Regions from separate parts of the Drosophila melanogaster genome. Here region 2 is linked to region 1. A link is a contact called in public targeted proximity ligation data. All regions are on one chromosome and are shown on one strand. The core of a region is the stretch at or near the end of the contact, and the rest is flanking DNA. Distances in the headings are between cores, read along the strand shown.

Region 1 (3,595 bases), core at 590-3,089:
TTAACTGGATTCAGATTGGGTTGACGGGGGCATCCTCTTAAAAGGACCAAGGGTGGCGTCTGGTTGCCCCTGCCACGTGTCGCCAGTTGCAAATTTCACGACGCTGTCATTGACCATGGTATTTGACCACTATTGTATTAGGGCTGCCAGGGCCAGTGTCTCAATGCAACGCCCTCGTTGCATTTGGAGGTCCTCAAGGAGACAGATTCGGTTCCAAAATGCCCCAGAAGACTGAACCTGAATTGGCAAATGTCTGCAGTGGTATTTGCAAGGTTAAATTACATTTGCTATAGTTTATTTGTACAGTCGTTAAAACTTAAAATAATAAGCATCGATATTCCATAAAATAAAATAGTCAATATGCAATTTCAGAGTTTCTATTAAAAAATTATAATAGTGTAGTCACGGGGGGTTTTCTTGAAACGCTGTCCGGGAACAGTGATGATAAGTTCTTGAAAGTTAATCCCGTCTTGTCAACAACAATGGCAAATAAGAAAATCAAGGTTACAAGATGCTGTTCCCTTCAAACCTATCCCACAGCGTGAAAGACAATGAAAGCCAGATCCATAAGAGTGCAACCCCCGATGCTGGCTAAAATCGAAGCTCATAAAGGAAGTATCTCTGCCTGGGACCGACCTTACCAAACAAAAAGTAGCCCATCGAGTGTCTAGGAAACCGCTTGTCCTCTTACTCCTTTCTCGCCTTTTCTGCTTCGCGGCCCTTTGATACCCACTCGCTTTCCACACCCCAAGTCCAAGAGTCTGAAGTTTGCTTTCATTTCGTTGCCCGAGGGGTTGCAACTCCAGACAGACAGGGACCGACAACCAGGATCAGAAAACCCGAGAAATCCACCCACTCGCCGACTTTTTGCAATTATTTTTAATTTCTGTGCTACGACAACTCCCGGAATGCCAAAACTTTGCAACCCCAAAAGAAGCACGCAAAAGGGGCAAGTCACTCCAGGCGGGAACCACGATATGTACTACTGTACACGTCAGAAACATGGAAATAAGCTTGGAAAGCCCGGTACAGGGCAACTTGAAATGTTGCGATATCGAGATCATTAATTTGGCCTGTCTAGTTGGATAATGATTATTTTATTATTTCTTTTTATTGATAGTTCATCATTTAATGAGTTCCTAAAAATTTTAATATAGGTTGGTAGGGATTTTTATTTTTTTCCAAGCTAGTAGTAAAATATATTTGGGTTATTAAAGGATGAAATCAACACACACCTTCCATATGTTCCACATGAAAACATCAGCAAATTTCTAAAAAATTCTTTCTAATTTAGCTAAACCAAAAAAAAATTAACATAATGCTCTAAAGAACTTGTTTAGTTGTTTAATTGTTTAAATAATTTTTCAAGTTTCAAGATTTCAGATTTCTTAAACTGAAAAATTAGCATGATTTCGATTTCTTTCTAGCGGGCATCCACTGTGGCGACGTACACGTCCGCGCCTGAGTTCCATGTTCGGCGTCCATTGCACCCCCAATCTGCTTTGTACATTGACTTCTCTGCTCCGCTTTGTTCTCTGCATTCGCTGCAGGTTCTGGCTCTGTCGGCCTTCCGCTCTGCTCTTTCTCTCTATCACTCTCTGTAATGGTGATGGTGCTCTCCCTTTTCTCTCTCTGTAGCCACTGTGCATTCCCATACCACGACCTACCTTACCCACACCCACAGTGCGCTGCCGCTGCACAACTCCCGCCCAGGCAGCGCAGTCGGCGTCGACGGCGACAGCGCAGTTCGTTTTCATATTGAAAGTAGAATTTTTCACTTTTGCGAAAATTTGCAGTCCAGTCTCGGTCTGGTCTCAGTCATTTTGAATACGTCATGTGGAACGCACCGTCACCGTCGCGTTCCGTCCTCTGTCGCGCTTTTCCTCTTCTGCGCAATCGTCTTACCAATCGGCGGTTAACTTTCGTTTGTTAGCACCAGAATTCGATCGGGACAAATAGCAATCCTCTGAATGCAGATACAAAAAGTATCTGCGTGATGCGTCCGAATAAGTGGTGAACTCTTTGTACGTGAATTGGATTAAGGCAGAGTTGTGTGAGTTTTGTGTGCCAATTCGATGCTATATAAATATCACAAGTAACAAGGGAAGCACAAGGACAGTCTTTTCAATCACAATCAGAATAGTGCAAACAATTGCCAAAGTTTAAAATTTTAAGCTGTGACAATATTAAATACAGAAATATCTATAAAAAAATATGGTGTAACATATTATTGTGTGCAAGTTAACACTCGTCGTCATTGAAAATAATTCAACTAACAGAAATCCTTTATATATAGGATTTGTGAAACTGATCTATCTTTAAATAGAAAACTTATGCTTAAACTCATGAACCATTCAACAAAATTCACTTAACTGCGCATAACTGAACGATGTTAAGCATATACATATGTATAAGCATTATGTGACTCATGAAAGCATAAAAAACGGTCAAATAATATCAAGAACGAAAAATGTGCATAGAAATGCTCTCAAATTGTTTTAAAATAATAAACGAAGCAAAAAGTAAAAATATAAAATTTGAAATAGTTGAACAAAGGTTTGCGAAGTACTTAACAGTTCATACAATCGAAAGCCTAAAAGTTAAAAGTAAATTAAAAGCAGGTTGCTAAACTAAACAGAACAATACGAAAACCGACAAACATAAGATAGAAAAGTGATCATTTTATATTGCACAAAACCATGTATAAGGGTCGCATGACCTTTAACTCTCGGATATCAGGCGTAACTAAGTCCTCAATTAGATGGTTAAATTTATTGACCAAAAAAAACGAACTCGAAAGCACTTATCCTTCCTGCTGAATAAGCTCCTTTTTTGGACCCATTCCCCGGCTGTCTGACTCATTCCACTCGGATGAAACTCCGTCTGGAGTTGCAACCCTCATTAGAGGCGAGCCACACCCCCTGCAAACAGAACGCAGCCCCACCACCCAACGCCCCCTGGCAACTCCGCTGAAATGCAGAGACCCCAAGAAAACAGAGGAGGAAAGCTAACAGGGGATCTGCAGCCCGTTAACAGAGCGCTGCTTGCTCAACTGTAGACGCCCTGTTAGACTCGCCTTGGTGTGGGTGAACTTGAACACACATACACTCACGTGCTCTATTTCTCTCGGCGCTCTCTTTTTATTTGCACTGCTCTCTTGCTCGATTTATTCTATTTCAAGTTCTTATTTTGCAATGCAAGTGTGTGCGATGTCGTTCAGTGTTAAGGTCAATACATTGCCGCCTCGTGCTGTGGTGTGCGTTTTTGATTGTAGTCTGTGTGTGGGCTTGCACTTGAAGAAAATGTGTAATCAAAGTATAATTTTTTATTTAACCGTAACGTTGATTTTCACTTAAATTTACTGTGGCTAACAACATAGATTTAATTATTATTACTAACCAATTTTTTTTAAATTAAATAAGATGTTTGAAATCAATTAAACACAACTATGTATGTGATTGCAAAATATTCGAATAAAAGCATCATTTTATTAAAAGTTTTATTAAAATAAATTGTTATATTTTAAAAGCCTGTTCAACATATACACTCTGTCAAATGGTTGCAGCTCGTGAGGTTGCATTTTGTTTGTTGATTA
Region 2 (3,595 bases), core at 707-3,206, 740 kb before region 1:
TAGTAGCACTAGGCTAGACGAGGATCAGACGGACATCGAGACAATGGATAGTGAATTGAATGGTGATATTTTTGAATTTGAAGAGGCCGATGTGCCCTTGCCACCACTGTACTTGCTCAAAGACGAGGGCAGTGATAAATGGGTACTACTCAATGATTTGTGCAATTTACTTAAAGTTAAATCGAAGGATACGTTGCTTAACAAGGTATGTGCCATTTAGATGCGATATTTAAATGAACTTATAACAAAATCTTGTTATTTTTTTTTTAGCTCTGTCCGAACAACAGCAATGCCTTGGCCAGCAGTCAGAAGCACCTGCTACGGGAGTTCAAGATAGATGATTTCCTGGAGAAAGCCACCTGCCTGCAGCTGTTGTGCGCCGGTGAAAAGCTGAACATGTTCAGTTCGTCGAAGGTTGTGCTCATCAAATACAACGACAGTGTACGGAACTTGTTGGGCGTTAAGACCATTTTAATGAAATTTTAACCGAGATATCTTTAGCGATTGGACGGGGCAAGATCCAGAAAGATATAAATTAGATAATGATGAATGGATGAGCATAGTACTAACTGAACATAGAGTGTAAAGTGCAAACAAATATGGAAAAACTATTAGTACGAATATAATAGTAGATTTATATACTATACATATGTATATTTTAGCTAGTAACTAGTTTTTACTCACACGTCTTTGTCTTTGGAAGATAAAGGATTTTATAAAGGAAATTAAATTTAGAGCTAATGCAAAGTGATACAAAGGTGCTATACACACTCAAAACGAAGAAAAAGGAAATGAATGGAAATTTTAGAGCGAGAATATTGAGAAAATCTGGAATCTTTAGGGATTGGCTGCAATTATGCAATAAAAGTAGAAGAAAACAATGCAAGGCAGTTAGAAACGAGGAAACGAACGGAAAATGTATGCCAGCCAATCAGCTAATAAATTGATATATACTTACAGATAAATCTAGGGATGAAGTGTAATCTATGGTTTTTAAAAAAACAAAACAATCTAGCTAAAGTATAAACTAAATAATAATTATTGTAATAATATTAAAGAAGCAACAAAGGCGTATTTATGTATTATGTATTTTTAAATGAAATTATTAACATAATATATAAAGTATATGTATACACAATATGATCCAACTACAATGTAAATCAATTTTCAGATAGGTTTGTAATTTTCTATGTAATGTACGTGTGTAAGTTTTGTGCAACTATAAAAGGAAACCACAAAAAACTGAAGAAATTTAACAAAAAAAAAAAAACTAATAATGAAAAACAAAATAAATGCAAAGTGAAATTTTGACAATTTAAAAGTGCGGTTTCACTTCAAAATTTTAACAATCTCCTGGCATTTGAAAACAAATATCGATCCAAGCTTTTATTAAACGATTCTTCAAAATTGGTTTAAAAGGTTATTTATATATAATAATAGATGACTGAACAGGTAAGGTCTTAGATAAGTACTTAAATATACTTAGAGGGCCCATTCTTTTGAAAAAGTATAATTATATCTTGTGAATATTTAAATTCGTCTTCTTCTTTTCCTTTTAAATTTGCAATTATTTGAACTAGATAATCTCATTGTATTTTTTATTGCTTATTAAAATTTATGTAATATTTCATTGACAAACCGCCACAGTTTTGAATTTACGATCTATCGATAACTTGGCGATAGGTTCCGGCAGATGTCGCTCTCAAAAGCTCGCCGCACGAGCGGTGCGCTAAACGCGGGTGTGCGTGCATGTGAGTGCTTTCAGCTGAAAGCTTTCCGGTTTTCATATGATTGCCGTCCTTGTTCTTCAAACGATTTTTAAAGGCCAAGAATGCTGCCTCTCTGTCCTTGGCCCCGCTCTTCGCTCCGGTGATCCAACACTATCCCGACCGCGCATGTGTGTGTGCGTGTATGCGCGAGGGCTTTCGGTCTTCTTCTACCTACGCCAACAAACTTTTACTGTGTGTTGTGTTCCCGTTCGAGTTCGACCTAATTTCGCTCGAGACCTAATTTTTGCGTGCGGAATAGTTTTTCCCGAAAAAGTGAAGCCAGCGAATAAACAATAGCTGAAAGTGAGCGATAGCCAAGAAAGTAAGAGTGAAAGTAAACAAAAGCGAAAAGAAGAACAGCTCTGGCGTTAATTATGTGTGTGTACATACGTATATATTTAATATTTCCGATGCGTCCATAACGGGAGTGTGTTCTGGTTTCCAATCGTCGCCCGCGCCCCCGTCATTGCCTATCCGTTTACCAAACCCCAATTTTGGTGTGCAATTGTGTATAAAAATTAACACAAAGTGGGAAGATAGCGTTGTGTCATAGAATTGGAGCAGAAGCAAAAACAAGGCAAAATTAGCAAAAGCCAAGCGGAAAAACAACAACACAGAGTGCCCAGTGGAACCCCAGTACATGTGTGTATATATGTATGTGCGGTGCGAGCGTGTCAGTGTGTGCGTAGCAGGAATTGCAATTTATAGTTGTTGTTTCTGAGAGCTTTCGCTTGTTGCGCGCGTGCGACGATTGTGCAAGAAGTTCTTGGTGTGCGTTCGAAATCGGGAAGAGGAAATCGCCGAGAATAGAGGAAGAGTAAATGGCAATAAATGCAAAATAAATAAAAGAAATAAATAAAAAAAAATATAAATAAATTGCCAAATGCGTTTGGCGTCGCGTGTGTGTGCGTGTTCTGAAATATGCTGAAAGAGCTTTCGGAGAGCGAGAGCAAAAGAGAACGAGACGCCGAGAGATGCGATCGGGAGAAATAGCAACAACAACAACAACGGCAACAGCGACTACGATCGGCGAAATGAATCACACACAAGCTTTGTTTTGCGAATTATAAATTCGCGTTCCGTTCTCCACACATGCGAATTCCCACACTGAGAGCGAGACAGAGACAGCGAGAGAGAGGGAGACCAGCTACGGCTACAAAAACAGAAACAGCAAGAAGACCAAGACATAATAATAGAACTTTTGCTTTCGCTTCCAACTGGTTTTTGTATACATAAAAAGCGAGAGGGGAAGAGACGGAGAAAGAGAGAGACGGACAGCTTCCAGCGCTTCTTCTTCTTCCGCGATCTTCGTCTTGGAATTCATGGAACCGGGCGCATGCGCAACACACAGAACTACAAAAGGAAAAACAACGACGTCAGCTGCATGAAAGGTAAATTCTCAATTCTCCCCGCTGCACGACTTCCTCTCGCTCACCTTTTACCCCCCAAAAACCTCCTTTTCCATTTTGTCTAGTTGGGTGAGCTTTATTTTACTGCACTTACCATCTTTAATGGGAAGTAGGAGCACGGAATGAAATACAGTTTTGACACGAATTTGATTTAAAAACCATCATTATAAGAAAACTTTTTAAATAAAATCACCTTTTTGTTTGTTTAAATAAATTTTACTGGGATCATTATATATATATTTTTTACAAAAATTAATGTGGTTTTAAAAATTTGGATAATAAACTGAAAATTGTATCAGCAGTTTATAGCTTTTTATAGTTTTTTTTTATACATTTTCTCGTATTTTCCACTAAGATATTTTTCTTTTAAAATATTAAATATAAAGTTAATGTCATTTGCTCAATTTTTTTCCGTGG

Evidence for each region.
Region 2: a contact with region 1 is called in a targeted proximity ligation map of the Kc167 cell line, with 4 times the contacts expected there. A contact is called at or near these places in 2 of 107 Hi-C or Micro-C datasets (both in wing imaginal disc) and 1 of 7 datasets of targeted methods (the Kc167 cell line).

Annotation. Positions count from the first base shown.
Region 1 is chr3L:18,062,940-18,066,534 of dm6, reverse strand. It overlaps Eip75B (Ecdysone-induced protein 75B), which reads left to right and starts at 1,839. Exons shown (of 8, transcript NM_001259893.2): 1 at 1,839-2,024.
Region 2 is chr3L:18,799,673-18,803,267 of dm6, reverse strand. It overlaps lncRNA:CR45939 (long non-coding RNA:CR45939), which reads left to right and starts at 1,956. Exons shown (of 3, transcript NR_133270.1): 1 at 1,956-3,160. ftz-f1 (ftz transcription factor 1) reads left to right here and starts at 1,959. Exons shown (of 10, transcript NM_079419.3): 1 at 1,959-3,160. CG14073 reads left to right here. Exons shown (of 6, transcript NM_140803.2): 5 at 1-205; 6 at 271-1,003. The coding sequence ends at 486.